Regions from separate parts of the Mus musculus genome. Here all the other regions are linked to region 3. The links are chromatin contacts, called in public HiChIP or PLAC-seq and capture Hi-C maps. All regions are on one chromosome and are shown on one strand. The core of a region is the stretch at or near the end of the contact, and the rest is flanking DNA. Distances in the headings are between cores, read along the strand shown. Region 1 holds the start of Spcs2 (signal peptidase complex subunit 2 homolog (S. cerevisiae)). Region 2 holds the start of Tsku (tsukushi, small leucine rich proteoglycan). Region 3 holds the start of Dgat2 (diacylglycerol O-acyltransferase 2).

The links. HiChIP or PLAC-seq counts read pairs in DNA pulled down with a chosen protein or histone mark. Capture Hi-C pulls out chosen DNA fragments and counts their contacts.
Region 1: a capture Hi-C map of macrophages shows a contact between it and region 3, with 2.7 times the contacts expected there. The contact joins the promoter of Spcs2 here to the promoter of Dgat2 in region 3. A contact is called at or near these places in 1 of 39 promoter capture datasets (embryonic stem cells) and 1 of 9 other capture datasets (macrophages).
Region 2: a FOXA1 HiChIP or PLAC-seq map of pancreatic cancer cells shows a contact between it and region 3. The contact joins the promoter of Tsku here to the promoter of Dgat2 in region 3.

The regions. Positions count from the first base shown.
Region 1 is chr7:99,857,513-99,860,212 of GRCm38.p6, forward strand. It overlaps Spcs2 (signal peptidase complex subunit 2 homolog (S. cerevisiae)), which reads right to left and starts at 1,371. Exons shown (of 5, transcript NM_025668.3): 1 at 1,252-1,371. The coding sequence starts at 1,365. Xrra1 (X-ray radiation resistance associated 1) reads left to right here and starts at 1,706. Exons shown (of 19, transcript NM_001164258.1): 1 at 1,706-1,718.
Region 2 is chr7:98,359,840-98,362,570 of GRCm38.p6, forward strand. Tsku (tsukushi, small leucine rich proteoglycan) reads right to left here and starts at 1,449. Exons shown (of 2, transcript NM_001024619.3): 1 at 1,403-1,449.
Region 3 is chr7:99,181,275-99,184,217 of GRCm38.p6, forward strand. It overlaps Dgat2 (diacylglycerol O-acyltransferase 2), which reads right to left and starts at 1,439. Exons shown (of 8, transcript NM_026384.3): 1 at 1,118-1,439. The coding sequence starts at 1,238.

The DNA of each region.
Region 1 (2,700 bases), core at 121-2,620, 680 kb after region 3:
AAAGACTTGAGGACCAGACAGATGGCTCAAGGCTTACAAGCCGAGTTTGGTCCCTGGATCCTGCACAAAGCCAGTTCCAGTCCAGGCCAGCTTAGCTACACAGCAAGACCCTGTCTCAAACTTGACTCTAAGGACCCTCCAAAAGACAAGGGGAACTGGGGACGTGGGTCAGTGGTGGAGTGCTGCCTACCATGTAGGAAGCTACACAAATGCGGGATGATCAGGCATCCATCTCTTAAGCCCTAGCCATCTGTTCCACACAGAGGAGTAATAGAGCATTTCGATTAAAATGTTTCAAGAAAAGTGGTTTACTATATGAAAGCACCATGCTTCACCCTCATCACATCAGCTGGGAAGGACAACCCTGGAAGGGGGCCAGAAGGTATGCTGGACTAAACCCCTCATTCTACAGAATAAGGAAGGCAATAAGGAGAACAGGCACATTTTAGGACACAGAGCTAGAGGCAAAACTAATGCCAGGCCCGTTTTTCAGGCAACTGTCTCTTGCAAGTTGCTGTGCAAGGGGCAAGATGGTCAATCCAGGAGCAGCGTTCCTCCCCTGACTCTTTCCTTTAAGCCCTTATGGACAAGGACGTGAAATTCTTTAGAAATTGTGTAGGCAGAGTGGAAAGCAGTCAGCTGGTACAGACAGAAAAGGCCACGCAGGGGAAGAGAAAGGCAGGGAACCCAAGAGGGACAAAGAATCTTAAGGCTTCCTATCAGACCAGCAAGGGAAGTCAACATACGAATATTTCATTATTTGACATATCATGAAAAAATTAAAAGAAACCAAAAAAAAAAAAAAAACCCTTAAAAACTTTAAAGGCCAAGGAACTCTTTGGGCTCTGTAGCAACACGCGAGGATGATGGTGGAAGGGTTTGGGGAATACTGACTTCGAGGAGATTCTTTCAATTTCTTTAGAAGTTCCATTTTCCACGTTGATGTTATGGGCATTTTCAAGAGTGGCCCTCCTAGCACAATAGAAACGTGATCATTATGGTGAAATATTGCCATAATTACGAGAAGCTGCGGTGGCGGTTAGGGACCAGCAGCACTTGCTTAAAGAGACGACTAAAGGGAAGGATTGTTTTCCAACGTGTAGAGAGGGCAAGTTACAAGTGTGCGTTCGTGTGCTACGGAGGAGCGCTCAAGGAGCCACAGAAAATAAGGGGGTGGGGATGGGAAGCTGGGCTCACCAGCTCCTGGGCATTCCCCGGGCTCTAGATTGTCCCCAGGACTAAGCTCCTCACCTTATCCAACAAACCACTGCGGCTGCTGCTTGTCCCGCAGCTGGGGCCGCCGCCAGCCCCACTACTGCCTCCGCCACCGCCGCTTCTCCCACCCTGCGACGCCGACGCTGCCATCTTGTCTCCCTCCGTGTCTCCCTCCCATACGACTTGTCCGAAGCCGATTGGCTGAAGCTGCTCATGTGATAGGCAGCGCAGAGCCCATCGGGATCCGTAGTCTGGTGTGCTGATGAGGGCTGAAAGAGGCCGCGGGGCTTGACGGGACTTGTAGTTAGAATCTGCCGTCGCCGGTTGCCGCCTCCGTTGCTAGCCACATCCTCGCGGTTACTAAGGAGTGGGTGGGGAAGGCTGTGGCAAGCGCCACCGTGGAGCGACTCCGAGATTCCCGTGAGGCTTGCAGGCGTGCACTCCGCCTGACAGGGACATCGCCTCCGCGGGCTCTTCGGAGGCGGAAACGACGCCGAAGGCAGGTGTGGCTGGAAACTTAATTTTGCTTGAATTATGAGTCTTTCCAGCCCCAGATGTTGTGTCCTAAGAAGGGAGGTAGAGCCTGCTCTTCACCCCTTTCTGTCCCTGAAGGTAGAATATCAGCTCGATTATTCTCTCCGAAGTAACCATAATCTCAGCTGTTAGTAATGTTTCCTGTAGAACTATCATTTATTGAGTGCCTACTGTGTGCTAGGCAGTGCCCTACATGCACTTACATCCACCCATTCTGTGTCTGTCTCAGGATAATGCTGTATAGACAAGAAAAGGAATTTTTCAGAAGCCAGAGAGCATAAGTCAGAACACACTTAAAACCAACTTTTTAGTTTTTTAAACTTAAAAGCATGTTTCCAGTTTGACAATGTGATTTTTATAAATATTGAGAGAAAAAAATATTGAGCACCAAAAAAACTTGACACTGAAACTAAGGCATATAAGGAAAATAGACCTGGGATATCTCATAGTAATATCACTTTATGCCATATTACATTGCATTATTTAGTTTTTATACCTACATATTTTCCATATGTGTACAGATGATCCGCCAGATACTGAATTCGCTAGACATTTTGTTTTGTTTTTCTGAGACAGGGTCTCACCATTAGGTCTAGCTGTCCTGAAACTCACTGTGTAGACAAATTGGCTTCAAACTCCCAGAGATCCACCTACCTCTGACTCCTTAGTGCTGGAACCAAAGGTGTATAATACCATGCCCAGCCTCTGAATCGCTTAGCATGTACTCAGTCCTGTTCTACACACTTAGAATATACCTCTGAATGAAAGAGACAAAATGTTCTTGGCAAGGCTATGTTCACATGATCACTAAAGAATAGCAGATTAGATTTCATCCTCGATTAAGCAATTCCTGGCCACTCCAGTTGTAAGGGTCCAAAAATCACTGAAAGAAGACCCCAGGCTCAGAGAGTATACAAAAACAAAGAGCATTTATTCTGCAGAAACACCAGC
Region 2 (2,731 bases), core at 199-2,698, 820 kb before region 3:
ACCAAAGTTCTAAGTTACAAACTGGGGTGGATGGTTGGGGAAAAAAAGTGTTTGACTTATCTTTGCCACCCAGGATCAAAAGCTCGGACAGGATGGAGCCCCTCCCACTCTGAGGGCTTTGCAAGTCTAGACTTATCCGAAAGGCTAGCATGGAGCAAGAAAGGATCAAAGTTTGAGTCACCTCTGAGCCTGGCCAAGTGTGGGCGGGAGCCGCTTTCAGCTAAGCTCGCCACGCTGGTTACCACCACGGTGCGCTCCGCTCCCACGGCATAGAGTTCTTCTCACTTCATCCACATCAGTGACCGAATCTCAACGGGCTCTGCAACACGCCCGTGCCCTACGTGAGCCATTGGCCATCCCTTGGGAAACTAGTGTGTGGAAAGCCCCTTTTCATCACAGCCCAATCAGGGCTAGGGGCCGCGAGCAGGCCGGATGCAGACAAACCGTGGCTTTTCTCACCTACTGGATTGGAAGGTTCGTCCCCTCACTCTGGGGTCGGGTTAAAGCAGAGCCGGAACTCAAAGCCAATCAAGTCTCTCCACCAAACAGACTGATCTCAGTCCGCACTCACTCTGTCCCCGGAGCGCAGAGCAGACTACTGCCAGCAGTACGCTATTCCCGGGTCTCTGGCCTCAGGCCGGAGCCCAGACCAGCGGTGTCCCCTCCCTCCTCCCACTGGGGTCCAGTGAGGGTGTCCCGCACGCTCCGCCCAGTCCTGGCCCGGGCCAGTCGCCAGGCACTGCAGATCACCCCCAACCCACCAAATCCATCTCATCCCCTCCCGGCTCAAAGGACCTCCGGAGGTGAGACAGAGAAGGGCTGCCAACAGGCGTTGCCGGAGGAACCCAGAGAAAAGTTTGAAGCCAAGTAGGGGGAAAACGATGGACAGAAAGGGAGCAGAGAGTCGGGGCAGCTTCAGGGCTCTCAGTGCGCACATACCCCACAGATACTCAACTCAGACACGTCGACAAGCATAGACCACGTATGCGGACACTAGGAGCGCCCACCGGTCCCCACAACCAAACGCAAGGCTGCAAAACGGGGACACTGGAGCGAGATAGCCATGCAAAGCCACGCACACACAAAGGCAAGGCAGATGCTGGCTTCCGAACCCAAATCCACAAAAGACCCAGTACCGTGAGATGCACGTGTTCTTACAAAGACCCTGGAGGCGCCGGCCCACGCCCACGACCCCCAGGCAGAGCCTTTGTCTCCTGAAAGCCCTCACCCTTGCTCCCCCGACTCTATGGCTCGGTGTCCCGGAAAAGTTGAGGGGCCTTGGCAGGACCCGGACCCGCCCCTCGCGCTGGCCTGCTCACGGGATGGGGCGGTGAGGTTGGAGTCCCGGGCTCCAAACCTCCAAATGCGCGCCGATCTCGCTGCGCCTCCCGACAGCACCCACCTGGCAGGTCTGCAGTTGTCGCCTCGGCACGCTCACCTAGGCGACCCGGCGTTGGCCCATGGGCCGGCGCTTTTCTCCGCGCCGCTCGTCCCGCCCCACGTCCCCGCCCGCCGCCGGGCTCCCCTTGCTCGGCACCCAGTGGCTGCACCGGCAACAGGCCAGGAAGCTCAGGGAGCGTCGTTAAAGTGCAAGTCTAGGGGGGCGTTTTAGCAGCCCTGCCCCCGCCGGCCGAGCACGGGTTCCACCCTAGGGAGCGTCTAAAAAGTGCGCGGTTCCCTCCTACTCCACAAGGCCTCTCCCAGCTTCCTGCAACCCGGATCCCTGCCCCCTCTGCCTTCCTTCAGTTGCGCGTCCCAGTAATCTCAGCAGATGGCCGCTGGGTCGGGAACATCTGGAGGTCGCCAGTGTGTGTGTGTGTGTGTGTGTGTGTGTGTGTGTGTGTGTGTAGGAAAGCAGAATTAGTTGGCAAGAATGGGTGGGTGAGGGTTTTTCTCTCAAATTCTCCCCTACCCCACTTAAAAAAAAAGTTTTAAAAAAGGTCCAGAGTCACTAATGGGTGTGTTTGAGAAAAGAGACAAGGCAGAACAGAAGAGAGAGAGAGCAAAAGCAGGAAAGCTGGCAGACACCAAGTGAGGGAGAAAGCAACAGACTTAACAGACATATTTTTTTTCCTGGAGGGAAAGTCAACTTCTGGCTGGATTTCCAAGAAGGGAAACTGCTCTGTAGTAGCGGCTTAAGTCTTCCATCCTCTTCTGCCGAAATTATTTGCATATATATATATATATATATATATATATATGCAAATATATATGATATATGACATGTGTGTGTTTGAAAAAAAATACATGAGTGAAGAGAGAAATTGCCTGCTGCAGGTACTTCTATCCACATACCCAGACAGTGCCTATCTCCAGAGGGAAGTAAAGGGTTAGAGGGAAGTGTGGTATTGTCTCTGGACCTCCCAGGAACTTGCCACCTTGGAAAGGGCCCCTGGGTGGGGAACTCCAGCCATGTTTCCCTGCCGTGGCCCAGGCTTGTTGCACACAGTCTTTTCATTTCTTTCTTCCTTATTATTTAAAAACAGAAATCTTTGCTTGGGCTTGTGCGTGTCTGCCCGAGGAAAAGGAAGTTCCCAGTCAGCAAAGTCAAGTTCACACTCAGAAGAAAGTGGTTGTTCAGACCCTTCCCTTCCCTCCACCATGTGGCCCTGGGGACTCACCTGGGCTGAACCCTGCTATTAATGAGGAGAGGGGACAATGGTCCCTGTCTCCTAGGAGGGGGAGGCAGGATAACTGTCAGTGTGAAAGCCTAGCTCTGGAGAAAGAATGT
Region 3 (2,943 bases), core at 189-2,688:
CCTGTAAGCCAGGCTGGACTCACTCTCAAGAGATCTGCCTGCTTCTGCCTCCCAAGTCCTAGGATTGAAGGTGTGCATCACCGCTGCCCTTTCTAAGGAAAACTGGGGTAGCTCGTTCCTCCTCCTTCAGTTTCTGCAGCTTCAGCTAAGCAACGTGGGGTGCTTTGCCTTGTATGGAAAAGGCTGAGGTGTGATTTGAACTGTATGCCCCCCTTCCCCATTCACTGAAGGCCTCGGTTCTATCTTGAAGGCAGACACAACTTCTAGAAGGATAATCAACTTAGGCAGATCTCTGTGAGTTCAAGGCCAGCCTGGTCTATAGAATACCAGGACAAACAGAGCTGTTACACAGACTAAACAAACGAAAAAAATCCAAGGGTTTCCCACCCCTCTTCTAAGTATGTCAGACTCAGGGTTGCGCTGTGAGGGCTTCACAGTCTGGGTTGGCCCACAAAAGCTGGGGCAGAGGGCAGTTGGGGCACACCTGGTTCCAGGCAGGCATGTTCTCCATCCAGTGACTGTTTCAGGGGATTACAAAACCCTACTTACCACCCTGCCCCATCCAGTTCCTCCCAGCCAAATCCTGCTCCACCTTGTGAGGTAGATCAGTACTGGGGGCTGGAGAGTGAAATATCACTACTAACTGAGCTGAGTGGGTGGTGTCGCCCTCAGCAGCTGGGGGGATGGCAAGTGATGTAACACGTGTTGCAACATTAGTGAGTACCAGGATGGAGAATGAAGCCAGGCTAGCCTAGGATACCAGGTTGCCTGGCTCAAACTGGGTAACCAGCCGAGCTAAGCATGAATCTTGCCTCATCCTTAACCAAATGACAGGATGCAGAAGAGTCAAGTTCCCCTAAAGAGAAGCTAGTTGTAGTGGCACACCTGCAATCACAGCACCTGGGATGCCAAGGAAGGAGGATTAAGAGTTGGAAGCCAGCCTAGGCTACAAGGCGAGACCTTTTAAAAACTGGAAATAATTGTCTGGGACTCCGACCTGAACTAGCTAGCCGTCCGTCCAGCACAGGGCAGCACGCTTTGGCCAAAGTCCCTTCCTGAAAGTCGTCTTGCTGTGGGTGCCCTCAGGATGAAAGCCCTAGGGATGACTGACACTCACCCCATCGCCCAGACCCCTCGCGTGACAGGGCAGATCCTTTATTCTTGTTTTCGCTGCGGGCAGCTTCCGCCCGACGCTCACCCCGCAGGACCCCGGAGTAGGCGGCGATGAGGGTCTTCATGCTGAAGCCAATGCACGTCACGGCCGTGCAGAAAGCCGCCTCACGCCGCGCCCCTGACCCATGCCCCGGCCGCCGGGGCCAGGGCTTCGCGCTGAGCTCCGGGAGCTGAGGGACAGCGCCCAGGCCGTGGCGGCAGCAGGGCGAGAGCTGAGGTAGGTAGCCGCTGCCACCCTAGATGAGCAGAAAGCCAGCGAAGCGCGGCCACGGCGCCGAGCGCCGCTGCGCGCGCACTTTATAACCTCACAACGGGGCGGGTCGTGACGCTATAGGGCGGGGCAAAAGGGTCCGCCCCGGACTGTGCCATGTTCTTGTAGGGGGTGAGACTCCCGGCGATAAACTATGCACAGAGCCCAGGAAGGCAGCATGGCCTGAACTGTACGGTTCAGAGTCTATAGAATACGGGCAAGGGAGCCGGAGTCCCGGTGTATGAAACTACTCCTGGTTGCCCCAGCGACCGCCTTGTCATTCTCCCAAGCCTCTCTCTCAGACGTTAGTACGGTCCAGCAGCTGGAACGTGGGCAGGGAGTTTGAGCACGTGCGGGACGATCCGGACCGTGCGGGTGCCTGTGTCCCTTTTGGCTGTGCTTTCCTTGGGCAGGCCTAGCCTGCAGTGAGTAGTGTTGGAATTCGTTAGGTTACAGCTGGACCTGACAGTTACCCAAGTGCCGCAGCCTTTCCTTTTACCAGCAAAAAAATAGGAGTGATTGAGTCTTATCAGGAAGGAACCTAGAGCGATGGAGTCTACTACCTGTAATCCTACAATCCTAGCAGCTCGCTCTCTCTCTCCTCTCTCTCTCTCTCTCTCTCTCTCTCTCTCTCTCTCTCTCTCTCTCTCTCTCTCTCTCTCGCCTCTTCTCTCTCCTCTCTCCCCCTTCTCTCCCCTCTCTCCTCTCTCTCTCTCCTCTCTCTCTCTCTCTCTCTCTCTCTCTCTCTCTCTCTCTCTCTCTCTCGCCTCTTCTCTCTCTCTCCCTCCCTCTCCTGTATGTATGCAAGAGTTTGAAGCCAGCCCAGGCTACATAGTGACCCTGTCTCCAAACACCAAAGACAAAGGCAATACTACAAGCATAGTGAGTGATGGACTTCAAGCCCAGTTCCAGACCTCTCTTCCTCTCTTTTCCTCAACTTCAGGGTGTCTTTTGTTTGGCTTGGTTTGCCGGAGGGGGGCAGGGTGTGGGGTTGAGGGTTGTGTGAATGTTGATGTTTTGGTTTTTCTTTTCTTTTCTCTTTTTAGAAATTGGGTTTCTCCTTGTAGCCCTGGCTGTCCTGGCACTATGTAGACTAGGCTGGCCTGAATTTATAGAGATGCACCTTTGTCTGACTCTAGTGCTGAGTGAAAGGCATGTGCCACCACTCGCAGTTTGCAGCTTCAGTTTTCTTTCACATCTGTAAAAACGGGAACACCCGTGATTGTATTGTGAGAGGCTTTGAGAATTGAGGAACTGAGGTATATGGACTAAGCTCACTACAGGCACTGGGACTCATTCCCATTGCCCACAGAGGAAGAGGAGTTCCGCAGAATGAGGGTGTGAGCACAAGCCGAAGGGCAGCATCAGTCAGCATGTCTGGATTGGGGCAGGACCATAGAGACTGTAGTCCTGGCAACGTGGGAGATGGAGACTGCAGTGACATGGGATTAGAAAATCCTCCAGTGTCTCTCTTAAGACTTTGGGGTGGGACTGGGTTCTGGGAGAGCCTTAAAAGAAAC